Linked DNA regions of Sus scrofa: regions 1 and 2 are each linked to region 3. The links are chromatin contacts, called in public Hi-C maps. All regions are on one chromosome and are shown on one strand. Each heading gives the region's core, a stretch centred on a gene start, on an enhancer-like site or on the middle of the called end of the contact. The rest is flanking DNA. Distances are from core to core; before and after follow the strand shown. Region 1 holds the start of LRRC49 (leucine-rich repeat-containing protein 49). Region 2 holds the start of THSD4 (thrombospondin type-1 domain-containing protein 4). Region 3 overlaps THSD4 (thrombospondin type-1 domain-containing protein 4).

Region 1 (3,352 bases), core at 708-3,207, 460 kb before region 3:
GGGGGGGGAAATTCCAGGGTATTATATGAAACAACTAAGAAAAGGCTTATTTGTAGGAAAGACAGTATGTTCATGTTATAATATGTTCAAAAATTGGAAAGAATAGAAATTGACACAATACTGTAAATCAACTAGACTCTAATAAAACATTTGAAAGATCACCATAACTGGTGCACAGTGAGCAACAAGGACTGTGGACTGGGATAGGACTGGTGTGGTACGCAGGGGCAAAAAACATGCAGGGCCCTGTAAATTGTGCTAATAATTTTGTTCTTCATCCTATTAATTGCAGGATACTGTTAAAGGATCTTAAGCACCCATCCCAATGTAGGAAGTAGGTTGGTATTGTAGGAGGAGATTTTATCTGGGAATTAGACCTAGAGAAAAGATTATAGGCTCTTGAGTAAATTAACCTCCTATATTGGCTTCCTTCTGCATAAATTGTGAGTTTGGACTAGATGAGCACCTAGGTTTCCTTCAGCTCTAAAATTCTACAGCTACCACTTTATATTCAAAGCCAAAATGTCACTTACAGATCATTTGATTTATTGGTGAATTCTTTCTATCTCTAAAACTGAACACCTTTTAGATCCAGTTAACAGTCATAATTTAATCTATGTTATGGTGGTAGGGCTGAAGTTTGACTAACTCAAAGAAGGCTAGGAAGTATTAAGATGGGAAGTGGGGAAGACAGTAGTGACCCGGTGCAAAATAAGTATAATCAATGCTTATGAATACCGGAGAAAGCAGGCAGAAGAGAGCAAGGTAGGAAAATTCATCTCTTTAGAATGATTTAATTTAAAGGCAGCTGGTCAAGAGGAAGTTTAGGAGTGGGAAGGGGTTGTCAGCAAGACTCAACCTCATCAGCATCTCTACTTCCCCCATTGTTTTGACAGTATGCTTATGTACTATGCTGTACAGAAATAGTTTTAAACACCTCATTCCTTGAGATGTGCTCAAATTAAACCCTTTCTGTTAAAATCTCAGGAGCAGAGAGTGGAGGTAACTGTGAAGGATGAGAGAGGGAGGAAGAGAGAAGAGAGAGTGAGAGTTAGTTTGGGGAAGAGGAGGTAGAAGGAATTCTAATTCCAAAGTGTCAGTGCTAAATAGGCTCTTGGATATCACTGAGTAAATAGAAAACTTCGAGATGAGGTGACTTTCCCAAGATGACACTAAATGGAGGAGCCTAGCCACAGATCCGGGATGCTTTTACGACCCTCGATGGACTACTGTGAAGAAGCCCTTTACCTGTGAAGTCACAACCTTCTTCCTGGCTTAGAGGGCAGTACAGGAGGCCGGCCCCGGGGCGGTCTCGGGCTGCCTGCCTGTCTGGGGTTCTTCTCCCTTTTCGGGGCCACCCGTTCGGTCGCCTTCTTCTTCCCCTTTAGGTGCAGGGGAGGACAGCCAGTGCAGGATGGGCACCGCGCCCGCCACGAGTCTCAGGCGCTGGGAGAAGCCCAAGTTCTTCTGGATCACCGAAGAGACACTGAAATAGGCTGGAGCGAAGTGGTCAGAACAATTGACAGAGCGGTCACGGCCCCCATACCAGTCGGCGCGGCGGCCCCGTACGAAGTGGTTGCACCGCACCGCCCGGTCTTTGGGGAAGCGGAACAGCGACTTCCCTGACTTGGTGGTGTTGCCGCAGTGGGCGGCCACGCAGCGGGCGGGAATAGTAGCTGCCTAGGGGGCTGGGGAGCTGGGGGCCTGCGCCCTCACCTGCAGAGGCAGCGTCGGCCTCGTGTCTTCCCCCCACCTCCAGCCGCCGGAAGTGCCGAACTGCGGCCCCACCTCGGAGAGTACCAGGCTCTTGCAGATCCTCCTTCTCCTCCTCTTGCCTCCAATCCTCCCCGGAGAGTGGTCACAGGCAGAGATACAAATTTCGCGCGGGCCCAGCTGAGGTGGGCCGTAAAGAAGGACGGACCGGAAGTGGTGGTTGTCATAGCTACCCAGGTGGCCGGCCTTTTCCCGGTCTTATCCTCCTCTCCACATTCCTGCTCCCTTGTTTTCTGGCCAGGAAAATAGAACAAGGGAGTAGTGACGTATTGGGCCCTCCAAATATAACCAGAGGCTCCAACGGGTGCACTGGCCGGTTGATTTGGTAGAGGACCAGACCGGAAATGGTAGTTTCCATGGTAACTGCTGAGCGGGTTGCCTGGGAGATGACCCCTTTCGGTCTCTTTGAATCTGTGCTGTAGCGTCACTTTTAAGGCAGATCTAACAGATCTTCTTGGACAGTCTCCTGCCATGATTCCCGGAAAATACCGCTCTGTTTCTGGCCGAGCTGCGAGCAACGTAGGTTGAGTCTTCTACTTTTCTCACATTCGTAGCGTCCTTTCTAACTGGCGTCTTTGTCCTAGGTGATGGGCTGTATTATTGGGTCCCGGACCGCTGAGTCTACTCAAGCTATTGTCTGACCGAGGCTTGAGATTCATGGACTGGACCAAGACACTTGGAGGGTATTTTATATTGTGATGGGTATTCAAAGTCTTGTCGTAGATCTGGGCTTCCCAGAAGGTGGAGCTGGTCTGCTGTGAAAGGCTAGGGTTCATTTAAATTCCTTTAACTGGCCAATTACTTTTTTTAAAATTAAGAAAATAATTTATTATTAACAGGCACCCCCAACTCCTTCACCTGTCTCACTGAGGTATTTGCCTAGACTTGAAATGGCAAGTGTCAAAAGCCTGAGGTGCTAAGTAGAGGGTTAAATTGCTGCAGACATTTTGGAAAATAAACCACAGTGAAACCTTCTAATTCTTAGTCTTGATTTTATTGTTTTCAGCAAATTCCCAGAACATGATAGTTTACCACAAAAAAGAAACAAAAAGCAAGCATTCCATTTTATTCTAATTTTTGTTATATCTTTAGCTGTACTGTTTTGGGGAGGAGTGTGTGTGTGTTAAAAGCATATTTTAATTTTTACATTGTAGGTGAATTGTGGGCTTCATCTGGTTATTCAGACATCATCGCTTCCTGAAAAAAACAAAGTAAGATTTAAGCAGATTTGTATTAAAATTGAATATAAACTGTTTTATATTCTGAACAAACAGCATGATTTAGAGTAGAATCTGAACTAGAAATTTTGAGTATATTTATTTTGATCACTAATCTAAAGCTAAATTTTATTTTCTGCCTACATAAAGCTAACTAGTGGTTACCAAAGAAGAGAAGGAAGGGGGGGAGGAGCAAATTGGGTATAGGATTAAGAGATACAAACTACTATACATAAAATAGAAATCAAAAAGATATATGGTATCTAGTTCAGGGAATTATAACCATTATTTTGCAGTAACTTTTAATGGAGTATCATCTATAAAAATACTTAATCACAATGTTGTACACATGAAAATAACAT
Region 2 (2,951 bases), core at 258-2,757, 260 kb before region 3:
TAAGTGTTCAATTCACTGGCATTGGTATCACAATGTTGTATAATTTTTCTATCATTTTAGGTAGTTTAAACTGGCCAGAGCTGTTAGAGGCAAGGGACTCGTGACACTCAGAATTAACTTAATCCCACTCATACCAGGTGCCTCCAATCAAAATGTTTGAGTGTGGAATTAGTTCATCTCATTTGAACCAGCTTGAATCAGGCAGAACTGGCTTTTTCTTTGGCCTAATCTCATGGGTTGTCACTTTCTCCTCTACCTGCCCCGCTTTTCTCCTCTCTGCTCCCACACACCCCACCAGTCCCTGGTTTGGCCTGGCTCTGGGGCAGTGAGCTTACATTCTGCAGCTACCTCCATTGTCTGCAGGTGCAGCCTGCAGGCAGGCTTTGGAGACAGTCATAAACAAACAAGCTGACAAGGGTACCTGTTTCTGGACAGCCTCTTCAAATATTTAAGGTCACTGCCACCCCCTCCTGGGAGGGGGGACATTTTCTCACAGTCACTCACTCCATTTACTACCTCACTAGCTCTAAACATTTGCTTTTGAATTTAAAGAATATGGCACTGCATTAGGAACCAGGAAACTGGGCTCTAGTAATTTTCCTGCCATTAGCTAGTTGGGTTACTTTCATCATGCCCTCTTTGGGACAGTATTTACCAAATAATAGTAAAAAGAAGGGCCTGGATATATAGATCAAAGTTTGATTTTTATTATTGTCTTGCAGCAGGCTTTTTTCGTCCCACACAGTATTACCCTAAGATAAGGGAAATGCTGAATCCCTCTGGCTGTCAGAAAGTGTCTTCTCTCTCCCCCATGCTGTCTAACCTTAGTTAGAATTTGGAGGGCTCCCAATTCTCTTTTCCCTTGCCTTCGAAGGAGCCCAGTGAGTCGGGTCTTGTGTGTGAGTGTGAGATTGTGATTGTGTGTGCCTTTTAGACCCGGGCTCCTCTTTGGCTGTCCTCAGAGTTCACTGGCTTCTTTTCTGCTATTGTTTACAGTAAAAACTTTCTTGCTGGCTCCCTGCTTCAGCCTCATCTTCACCCTGTTGCAGCCAGAATGGTTATTCCAAAAGGCAAGGATGTCTCTATTCCTCCTGTGCCTCGATCCTTCAATGGCTCCTATAAACCTCAAGATAAGATTAGTGCGGAATTCAAGACCTTCTACCATGTGGCCCTAGCTTACTTACCTCCTAGTCTCACCGCTTTTTGCTCTTACTTGGCCTGCCCGGACCACTCTTCCTTTCACTCTTGTCACCCTCCTCCCTAGTTTCCTTGGCCTAGACTGTCTGGGGGCCAGGACGGCCAGGACGGGCTGACCTTTGTTTTCTGGGGATCCAGGGATCCCGGGTGCTCATCCTTGTAAGGGGGCCCTCAGGGGTGCGGGAGTGGGTTGAGAGGCCGGTGCTTCCCAAGGTGACCGCCAGGGGGCGGCAGGAGCGGCTCCAGATGACAGCAAAAGGCCGTGAGTAGGGAAGGGAGGAGGGAGCGAAGGAGCACGGATCCCGGCTCTCGGGATAGCAAACTCTGAGGCAGAGCTCTGCGCGCGCCCGAGCAGCTGGCCGCCCGCGCAGCCCGACGCTGAACCCGGCCGCAGCGGGAGCCGGTGCAGGACGAACGCGGGGCGGCGGCAGCGGCGGCCGTCCATGCGGCGGGCTCCGGGCTGCCCGGCGCCGGGAACCACGCGGGGGCGAGGCTACGCGGCCGTCCGCCGCTCCGGGACGCGAACCGCCAGGTGAGCAGAGCCGCGCGCACCGCGCGCCCCCTGCCCCAGCCCGCGGGGCCTCGACCCGGCCGCTGCCCGCCTCTCGGGCCCCCTGTGGACGGCCGGGTGGGCTGGCGTGGCCCGCGAGGTGCGGTGGGTGTGTCCGGGGCGCCAGGGGTCTGCGCCCGAGCCGGGCAAAGGGAGCTAGCGCGCGCCTGTTCCGTGCGGACGGCTGCGCCTCCCTTTCCCTTTCTGGAGGATTCGCTCTGTCCCAGTGCCGGCACTCACCACTCCATTCTCCACTCGGAAACTCTAGGACAGTCAGCCTTGGCCATCGTGGAGTTGGGGCCCCGAGCGCTTTTGGTCGGAGTAGATGGGGATAGGAGAGTGCACACCCAGCCTGCGCGCCTCCATCCCATCCCGCCAACCTCCCGCCCAGGGCCAGAGAGAGCTGGTTGAATCTCGGTCCGCGCGCGTCGAGCCGAAGCCTGGGGCCTCGGCCCCACGGTTTTCTAGGAAGCCTCAAAACTGTGTGTGAAGCCCGAGAGGATGGGCTGTTTCTGCCAACTCCGGACACTTCCTCAAGTGCAGCCCAAGTACCTGCAGCCTCTTGGCGCGCTTAGAGAACTCGCTTTTCCCAAACTAGCCCATAATGGAGCTTTAGCGATCTGGAAGTTAGCATTTTTTTTTTTTTTTTTCCTGCTTCTTAGAAATAGCATCAGCTCTAACTTGGAAAGAGGCTTTCAGGTCATTCTCAGGCCCACTTAGTATCTGGAATTTGTGGGGTCTGGGGGCAGGGTCTCCTAAAGCAGTCCCCACCCAGCCCCACGCCCCCTGGCCTCGGTTAGTGCCTGTTGAATGTGCGTGCTTGCGTTTTTTTCCCCGTCTCCTTTGTGACCCGCTCCAGGCAGCCCTGCGTCCTTTGGCAGGCAGTGAGTAAATCTGAAGCCTTGGACCAGGGTAGCTGGAGCAATCCTGGGATGCCTGTTGGAATAAGAGAAATAGAGACCTGAGAGAGCTCTAAGGAATCATCCTGTCCAACTGTCCTTTCACAGCTGAAGCCACAGGATAGGCTAAAGATTTTTCAAAGATCACATAGCCCTTAAAAACCTGTATATCCTGCGTATGTCTTCTACTTTACTGATAAAAGTGATGGAGTGGTTGGGCTTAATAGGATTTTATTGGGTCTCAAAATACAAAGAAGAAAACATTTTAAAGATGATTTCGATACAGTACTACTCAATGCCTATAG
Region 3 (3,228 bases), core at 90-2,589:
TGTGCCACAAAGTTTTAAAAGATGCTTTGATTAAAATACAGTCCACAAAGAACTAGAAATGTAAATATAGAGAGGTGAGATGGGTTGGAAGGAAGACGCAATATCATCTCTTTCCATTGGGGGAGCTTCTTTTCTTAGTGTTGCATTGTCTTTGAGGTGAGGAGATGAAAAAAAAAAAAAAAAAAAAAAACACACACACACATTTACAAGGACGAGGGTAAGGATTCTTAGCTAGTAATTGATGAAAACCAGTGGTGTACGACAGCACAGGTGGGAGATGATAATTGCTGAAAAACTGAGGCACATTCCCTAGGATGTGAGCAAATGAACAGGAATTTGTTGTTATAAGCACGACATTGATATTAACTTCATATTTGTTCTCTGTTCACTTGCCTGAAATTTGCTTATTGACACTGCTGGAACCACTGACTGTCCCATCCTCTTAGAACTTTAAATAATCAGAAATACATTTGCTTCCCAGACTGACATTCTGTCTCCTTTGCAACTTGCAAAGGGGAAAGTGCCCTTTTCTGAATATTTGATTGGAAGCCCAGAATTCAAATTGCTATCTCTCTCTGACTTGGGCCTGAGACAGCTGTTACTCTCTCACAGGGGTGTCTATATCTGCAATAGCTCCAGGAAGCCTCTGCTGGCCTCAGAGAGTTGAAAGCAAACCCAGGCCTGCAACAAAAGTTAATGAAAAGTGACAAGCGTTAAATAAGGATATGAGCTCAACCCACAGAAGAGTAGCTGGGGAAGAAGGGCGTCCTCCGGATGCGAAGCCACAGAAAAGCCCCCGGGTCCTCCCAGAGCAAGCTGGAGTGTTTTATCCCAGCGCCCGGCTGAGTGCTCCCCCCACTAGCCTGTTTACCCTGTTACTGGAGCTCCTATGGTGTCTTAGATCCAAGAATTGGAAGAGAGGCAGGAAGAATGCAGACGTCCTTGGGCTGGGGGCTGGAGAGCTTGGGGATTCCTCTCCAATCCTGCAGTCCTGGATGACACTTCCTTCTCGACAGGGAGTGAAGGATCCCAAATGTTGGCCTTAGGCAAAAGACTGCATATAGATAGCCAGGCTTTGAAGGGAAAGTGCTCTATCCCCGACTTTGCCTAAAGCGAAAGAGTGCATTTGAAGCCCTCTTTTTTTTTTTAATTGAAATATAGTTGATTTACAATGCTGTGTTAATTTCTGCTGTACAGCAAAGTGGCTCCCCATTGCCTAGGGAATAAAGTCCAGGCCCTTCATCATCTGTCTCCTGCCAGGCCTCCTGGGCCCCAGTGCTGGCAGGGCTGGCACATGTTGCTCCCTGACCTAGCAGACTCGCAGGGCTGTGCCTTCACAAGAATGTATGCACTGCCTGGCATCCTAGAGAACCCTTCTAATGTCCACTCTTGGGCCACCCAGTGGACTCTGCTCAAAAGCCATTGGCTGGTCCCCTGGAGCACTGCTTCTGTTCTTCTGTTCCCACTTCTTGTGACTCTTTGTTCCCATCACTCTGGCCTGCCACCTGTCCAGGCCAGGAGCAATTCCTGGCCCTTTGCTTGTGAGTAGGTGCTTCAAACCAATGTGTAAATGAATTGAGGGACTCTATCTGTTGGCTTTCAGCAAATGAAATGGGTCCTGAATGCAACACAGAGCTTCTTCCACTTTGGCTGAGATGGGCAGGGTAGTTGATGCTGAGAATACAAGGCCGTAAAGCCCTCTTGCCCAGATCCCAGGGACATAAGGCCTGGAAGGTCAAGGAGAGTGTGTGGCACCTCCCCAGCCTCCTGCGTCCCTCATCTTGCTTTTAATTTTGCTCACACTGAATTTCTTGAGTCCGGACAGAGCTAAAGATAGGAAGAAGCTAAGCGAGTAGCAGAGTGCTGTTTCCCGTGGTGCTTTCTGTTGAGGGGAAAGACCTCCTTCTGCCACCCACCTGCCCTCCTTATCTCTATCACCTTCCATGCGGCGCCCACACTCCACCCACGCTTGGTGGAGATTTCCCACCTCCTCTCCCAGCTGGCTCTCAGGCTTTGATCAGAACCAAACCACCCTGCTCGCTTCTCTGCCCTTTGCCCTAAGTTCCTTTTTTTTTTTTTTTTTTTTTCATTTGGTTATGGGCTTTATTTTGTGGGCTTTTGCTTAGAGTTCTGTGGTTCCTTGCTGAAACCAAGAGAATCGTTGCATTGGGTAAATCGTTCTCGCCTGTGCCAAACGTGTGCCTGATTCAAGCCTGAAAATAGGGTGGAGAGCTGTTACTTCGCCGGAATCCTGAGCTGTGTGACCCTCAGTGGACTCCCTCTTGTATCTCTTCCCCAAGCAAACTGGATTCTAAAAGCACTTTCTGCTTGTGCCTATTAAAATGCTTATCATATTATGTTACAGTTATTTTGACATATGTCTAAGCTGCTAAGGCAGAGAGTCAATCAGTGTTAGACATATTTATATCCACAGTGCTTAAGTTATTAAGATTATTCAATAAATGTTTTAAAAATGTGTAAATGAATGAACCGAAGAATAAGTTAGAAACTGGCTTTCCTAACCTCCTTTCCAAAAAATGATCAAGAATAGGATTAACTAAGCATTAAAATTTTAGGAGTTCCCATCGTGGCGCAGTGGAAACAAATCCAACTAGGAACCATGAGGTTGCAGGTTCGATCCCTGGCCTTGCTCAGTGGGTTAAGGATCCAGCATTGCTATGGGCTGTGGTGTAGGCCAGCAGCTGTAGCCCCCATTCAGCTGCTAGCCTGGGAACCTCCAATTGCCTCAGGAGCCGCCCAAAAATAAAAAAATTTAGAGCCCAGGTCCTGTTTGTGGTCAAGGCCTCCTGAAATCTTAAACAGAAACTTAGGTGTTCCCTTGTGGCTCAGTGGGTTAAGGATCTGGGTGGTGTTGACACTGCAGTGGCCCTGGTTATAGATGTAGCATGGGTTCAATCCCTGGCCTGGGAACTTCTGCATACCTCGACTGCAGCCAAAAAAACCCCAAAAACAAACAAGAAAACAAAACAAAACAAAACAGAGAGAGAGAGATAGAATTAAACAGAAACCTAAAGTGAACTTGAGGAAATTTGACTGACTATATGCACTTCTTTTCCATTATCTATGGTTTTTCTCATTTTCAAACATTGAGATTACACACCTAACATAAACTGTTTGGAATTCTTAATTACTACATACCTATTAATTATTAACAACCCAAGCAATGTACATAATTAGCTCAACAAATAATTTTAACACAGGGCTAGG

The links. Hi-C and Micro-C count contacts between places; a contact is called where the count stands out from the background.
Region 1: a Hi-C map of fetal skeletal muscle shows a contact between it and region 3, with 2.7 times the contacts expected there. The contact joins the promoter of LRRC49 here to the enhancer-like site in region 3. A contact is called at or near these places in 9 of 47 Hi-C or Micro-C datasets (brain, embryonic fibroblasts, fetal skeletal muscle and 5 more).
Region 2: a contact with region 3 is called in a Hi-C map of skeletal muscle, with 4 times the contacts expected there. The contact joins the promoter of THSD4 here to the enhancer-like site in region 3. A contact is called at or near these places in 5 of 5 promoter capture datasets (fetal liver, fetal skeletal muscle, liver and 1 more), 25 of 47 Hi-C or Micro-C datasets (adipose tissue, alveolar macrophages, brain and 15 more) and 1 of 2 datasets of contacts at active chromatin or transcription factors (skeletal muscle).

What each region holds. Positions count from the first base shown.
Region 1 is chr1:168,551,404-168,554,755 of Sscrofa11.1, forward strand. LRRC49 (leucine-rich repeat-containing protein 49) reads left to right here and starts at 1,958. Exons shown (of 18, transcript XM_001928481.7): 1 at 1,958-2,292; 2 at 2,928-2,984. The coding sequence starts at 2,245.
Region 2 is chr1:168,749,896-168,752,846 of Sscrofa11.1, forward strand. It overlaps THSD4 (thrombospondin type-1 domain-containing protein 4), which reads left to right and starts at 1,508. Exons shown (of 18, transcript XM_021073924.1): 1 at 1,508-1,729.
Region 3 is chr1:169,008,297-169,011,524 of Sscrofa11.1, forward strand. All of the region lies in intron 7 of THSD4 (thrombospondin type-1 domain-containing protein 4), which reads left to right. Among named protein-coding and RNA genes, the nearest start is that of NANOG, 54 kb to the right of the region's middle. Within about 2 kb of position 1,340, at least 12 of the 83 cell types and tissues checked have an H3K27ac peak or open chromatin away from gene starts, as enhancers often do. A contact at or near this core is called in fetal skeletal muscle, omental adipose tissue and skeletal muscle, where this site is marked.